2 separate regions of the Hordeum vulgare genome follow, and region 1 is linked to region 2. The links are chromatin contacts, called in public Hi-C maps. All regions are on one chromosome and are shown on one strand. The core of a region is the stretch at or near the end of the contact, and the rest is flanking DNA. Distances in the headings are between cores, read along the strand shown. Region 1 holds the start of LOC123444308 (probable acyl-[acyl-carrier-protein]--UDP-N-acetylglucosamine O-acyltransferase, mitochondrial). Region 2 holds the start of LOC123444307 (RGG repeats nuclear RNA binding protein A-like).

Region 1 (2,700 bases), core at 194-2,693, 330 kb before region 2:
CCCCAATAACTGTCCGTCCAGGTAAATCTGCACCAAGAATAGCACCACTGCCAGAAACTAAATTCCACAGTATGAATAGGGGTAAAAGTATGTTACTGACATGTCATATTTCACTTATCATCGAATTTGCAACATGGACTATCCTGAAACTTTGCAAATTTCAGACAGCCCACACATGGGTTCAGGTCCAAGACTCGTGGTTAGATGGTTAGGTTCCTTGTGGTGGAACCAGCCCACACCTGGGTTTACCTGTGCAAAAGTGTGGGCTTGGTTTGCAGATGTGATGTGAACTATTTCTGAATCCCTACCAAAACAATATACTACCAGTAGTTCAGTACCGACCTCCACCAACACATTCTGATGTTACTCAAGTCATGGCCGTAACAACTTAACCTTACTTTTGCTTGTACTCAATCTTGGAACAAACTTACAGGTTATTTCTCGTGTCTATTTCTAGTTTAATACCAATTTGAATTTACAAACCAGACAATGCAAGCCTTTATGGATTACCAAAAGAGAGAAAAGCAGGAACAGAAAATAGGGAGAGACGTCATCGTACGTGTGAACAACGCATCCTTCTCCTAGCTCGGTATGTCCGGTGACATGACTCCCTGTGTGTAACTGACATGCATCACCAATCCTCGCTGAAGCCCCCACGGTGCAAAATGGGCCTATTGAGACACCCTGCAAAATGGTTCAGAGCACATAAAAACACTGATTTTCTACGATACGACGCCGAACTAGCGAGCGCATGCCAACAGCCTGAAGATCCCAAGAGAGAGCAGCATATTTCCACGGCAGCAGAAAGTGATTACGGAGCATCGCATTCGGAAGGCACAGGTAAACACGAGCCTCGCATGGGCCAGATCCAACAGCTAGCCCAGGCACAGCGGCTCCATGGGTGGGATGGTCGGGGAATAATACTGAAGTAAGCAATGCGTGCGCCACCACGAGTATCGAGAAACTCACTCGGCCATCCGCCCATCCCGGAAGCAAAAGCTGCGAGAGATGGGAGGGGGGGAGGGAGCGATCGGTGCGCGCGTGTGCGTGCATGGAGCGCGGGCGGGAGCCTTCACCTGGCCGATGGCGGCGTCGGGGTGGACGACGGCGGCGGGATGGATGAAGCTCGTGGACGCGTCCCTCGCCGATCCCTCTGACGCACCTGCGGGGCGGCGGGCATGGGAAGCAATCCCGCATGAGGGAGGGTGACGCTACGGGGATTAGTTAGGAATACGAAGAGAAGAGGGGAGGAGAGCGCGCGTACTTGCTTGGAGATGGCGCGAGGCGATGAGGAGACGCGGAGAGAGGAAGCGGGCGGCGGCGCGAGAGGCGGCGGCGGCGACGGCCATGGAGGGGGAATGGGGGAGGTGGACCGCTGTGAATGAGGTCAGACAGGGTTACGGTTACCGCTGCGCCGATGCTGCCTGTGGGCGTCTATCGGCATCATCATTCATTCCATTCCAGCGGTACAGACTCGGCAGCAGACTCGCGACCTGGGCTTCGGCGACATCAGCCGATCTTTGCCGCAATTTGCCCATACCACTGTAATTTGCTCGGGCAATCAGGTTATGTACTGTACGGCATGGGAGCTCGAATGCCAAAGAAAACACCTGCTGGTAGGATCTCCATAGGAAGTGTTGCAGAATTCCATTTCTCAAGAAAGAAAAATAGTTTTTTTTTACACTCAAAACCTCCTTCGGTTGTGATCACAGTTACATCATGTACAAGCAAAGCAATTAATCATCTCCAACACCGACCCTTAACCCGCCCGCTAACGTCGCACACGTGTCCTATTATCCAACAAGGACATGTATCGGGCCACCGAGAAAATCCGGACACACTTTTTTTCTTAGACTAGAATCAAAGTTGGGGCTTTACGAGAGTCCACACAACACACATGTAGGACTCCGAAACCCCGGCCCACTGAATCGCCCCTCCCGATCTCATTTTCTTTCAATCCATCTCTTACTTTTGCAGCCTTATCCTCCTCCTCCCACACCGTCGATGTGCCTCTTCGGTCACCGCACACGCATTGTCGGACCTCCGCACCCAGCACCGACGCGTCCGCTTACATTTTACAATGGTGTCGTCCACCCACGACCCATCTGTAGGCACGTACACTCCTCCTCCCCTGTCGACGACGTCCATGGCGGACAGCAAGCCTGGCAGGTGTTCGGTCAAATGCCATTGAGCACATTTTGCAAGGTCATGTCTCTCGGAATCGGGGCTTCGCAGATCCAAGGAAAGATTTGAACCCTAGGGTGCGCTTGCTCCACAACCATGTTCTCCCTCTTAACTTCACAACGACTCTTCGGGGGCACGAGTTAAGGGAAGCGAGCTATAATACACGGCAGTTTACCCAGGTTCGGGCCGCCTTGCGGTGTAAAATCCTACTGCTGCTTGTTTTGGGATTGCTTGAGGTGGAAGACGAGTACAAAGGTGGGTTCTTGCCCTAGTGGAGATGGTGGGGACTGGATCCCCTACTAAGGAGGTCGGACCTCTATTTTTATACTGCCCTTGGTCCTCTTCCCCCCGAAAACATTGGCGGGAAGGGTTGCCACAACGACCATTTTGAAAGGGGGCATGACTGTAGACCGCCCTGACAATGGTGGTCTTCGCGTGCAAAAGCCTCTTTTCGTGACGCGCCGGTGGGCTAGGAGGTGACCTCCGTCATGTCGAGCCCCCAACTTTCTTACACCG
Region 2 (2,700 bases), core at 111-2,610:
CTAGCCCTCTAACAAAGATTAACACACCTCCAAGAGACACTTTAGGTCATCTTTAACCAACCTTTATTTGTCGTTATTACTTGCTTTCTTTGTTGCCTCTAACCTAGTTTTACTTATTACTATTGCTTGCCTTCTTAGTTTCCTTGCGTAGTTTATTAGCTTGTTGTAACCCAACATATAAGGGTATCACCTCATTGCATATCTAGAAAATTTACACCTCCACAACTAGCCTATAAAAGCAACTATGAAAATGTTAATTTCGATAGTCGCTTATTTACCCCCGCCGACTAACATTTAACACATCTTTGGTCCTTCATATATATCACTGCGTTGTTAATAGGAGTGCAATTTGCTTAGTTAGTTGCGTATTGGTGTGGTCAAGCCACCGATTGGTTGTATTGGTGTGGTGAGAGGGATGGAACAGATATACCGAGGAATTGATCTAGTCGGAGGGGTGGTGGGGTGATCTTGGTCACATGTCGCTGGATTGGAGGAGCAAACTACAATGCATTGTGGAGTAGGAACACGACGAATATGAGGGGATAGGCATTGGGAGGAGGGAGCGTGCTACAATATGACAGTGGCGAGTGGGTGTAGCTTACCGTCCGCATACTAAATGATTCGGGTTTGATTTGTCAAACATGTGACCCCACGTGCACTAAATGTTTCGGGTAAATACAAACCAAATATCACGAGCTCGGGCTACGAGATATGATATGCTTTGTTTGTTGTATATAAATACATCAGTGATCTCGGAGGCATGAATGGTCTGGATTTCGACCTTGCTTGTCACCCTGATCCAAAGTGTAAATTTCCTATCCTGCTTATAAATATCCGAGCTGGTGATCTACCGTTTCATCCTTGTTTAAATTTTGAATCCGACAACCTTTTTGTGCAAAAGCTCATTGAATCTCGAGAGGGAATGTTACCAAGATTCTCATCTCATCTATAGACCTTATTCCAATTCGTCCAATGTAATACTGTATTAGTCACATCCGAGTTGAAATAAGTTGAGTAAACTATGTTCTATATTGGTTTTTGTCATGTAGCACACCCATCTTACTACTTTTCACAATTTCCTAGCCCCCCTAGTTTTACATAGAAGAGCAAATCCCAACCGTCCGATGACGGCCCACAGCTTCAGATGCCCAGATTCCCAACAAGGCAGTGCCTCAGCTTCCCGGGGACTTACTGTGCCGGAGAATCCCCAAACTACCCACCCCGCTTTGCCACCCTCGGCGCGGCATAGTAGCACTGAAACAGCGCCGTAAATATTCTCCAGCCGGAGGCTACAAACGTAATTTCGTGACCCTGAGCAGAAATGGTAAAAAAAAAAGCCCGACACAAAGGATATGAGCTCGTGCAGGAGTGCGGCTAGGGTTTCTCCTCACTCTCCCCTCTCCCCTCTCCCCCAACCCCTCGCCGCCGCCGCATCCAAAACCCCTCCCCCCACCCCTCATCCACCTCGTCTTCTAATGGCATCGCGGCCCATCAGGCGAAGCTGCTAGCTCGTGTCTCCCGTCTGCTTCCCGAACAGCTTGTTGATCCACCGCAGCCCCCCATCCTCGCCGCCGCCGCCATGTCGTCCCTCAACCAGTTCGATCTCCTTGGAGCCGACGACAACGACGATCCCTCGCAGCTGCTTGCTGCGGCGCAGGCCGCGGCGGCAAAGAAGGCCCTGGCGAACAAGCCGGAGGCTGCGCCTGCTGGGAAGGCGGCCCAGACCGGGGCGGCAGCCAAGTTGCCGACCAAACCCGCTCCCCCGGGACAGGCTGGTGAGTTGTAGCGCCAAGAGCGCCAGATCTGGATTTGGAGCAATTCGGCATTCTCCAGCATCTGATGTGGTTCGGTTGATTCAAAATTTATTTTTTTGCGATTAGTTTGGGCATGTTTACTGATAAGCATTTCATTTTGACGTGGTATGGATTGTTTTGATGTGGTTCGGTTGGTCTACCACGTCGGTTGTAAATCTGATGTCATTTGTTGTGGAGGCGTGGGCTGTTCATCGCTTGAAATTAGAACATATGCCTTACTTCTAATACGCCGCTTGAACTTTTGATTATATCCCAGCTCCATTTTCTCAAACATGAAGTTTATTGAAGCCTCTAATTTGACTTTCTTCCAGCGAGGGATGCGAGGAACGGAGGCCCACCATCACGTGGAGGATTTGGCCGTGGTGAACCTGGCCGCGGCAGAGGAGGCGGCCGGTACGGCCAGAACCGTGACTATGGCAGCGAGAATACGAATGGCTACCAGGGAGGTTATGGTGGGGATGGCGCTGTAACTGGAGGCGGGGACGGGGAGAGAGGCCCTCGACCCCCATACCGTGGAGGCGGAGGTAGACGTGGTGGTTACCGCAACAGTGAGTTTGGTGACGACTCTGAGAGACCGCCTCGGAGAAACTATGAGCGCCACAGTGGGACTGGTCGTGGCCAGGGGATGAAACGTGATGGTGCAGGCCGTGGGAACTGGGGATCTTCCACTGATGAAGGTCTTGCACAGTAAGGACACTTCCATCAATTGCTGCTTTTCGCTACTATCTGAATCGATGAAGGGAGTTATAAGAGATGAATCTGTTTTGTGTAACCAGGGAAACTGATGAAGCTCTCAAAATTGAGGATAATGCTCCCAGCGCTGAGAAGCAGGGTGAGCAGGATGATGCTCCTCCAACTACAGAGGAGAACAAAGGCCAGAAGGATG

What was found. A called contact is a pair of places that touch in the nucleus more often than the background predicts.
Region 1: a Hi-C map of seedling shows a contact between it and region 2, with 2.9 times the contacts expected there. The contact joins the promoter of LOC123444308 here to the promoter of LOC123444307 in region 2. A contact is called at or near these places in 1 of 6 Hi-C or Micro-C datasets (seedling) and 1 of 1 datasets of contacts at active chromatin or transcription factors (embryo).

The regions. Positions count from the first base shown.
Region 1 is chr3H:467,188,542-467,191,241 of MorexV3_pseudomolecules_assembly, reverse strand. It overlaps LOC123444308 (probable acyl-[acyl-carrier-protein]--UDP-N-acetylglucosamine O-acyltransferase, mitochondrial), which reads right to left and starts at 1,443. Exons shown (of 11, transcript XM_045120991.1): 1 at 1,265-1,443; 2 at 1,077-1,162; 3 at 560-684; 4 at 1-47. The coding sequence starts at 1,349.
Region 2 is chr3H:466,861,744-466,864,443 of MorexV3_pseudomolecules_assembly, reverse strand. It overlaps LOC123444307 (RGG repeats nuclear RNA binding protein A-like), which reads left to right and starts at 1,360. Exons shown (of 6, transcript XM_045120990.1): 1 at 1,360-1,775; 2 at 2,126-2,501; 3 at 2,591-2,700. The coding sequence starts at 1,580.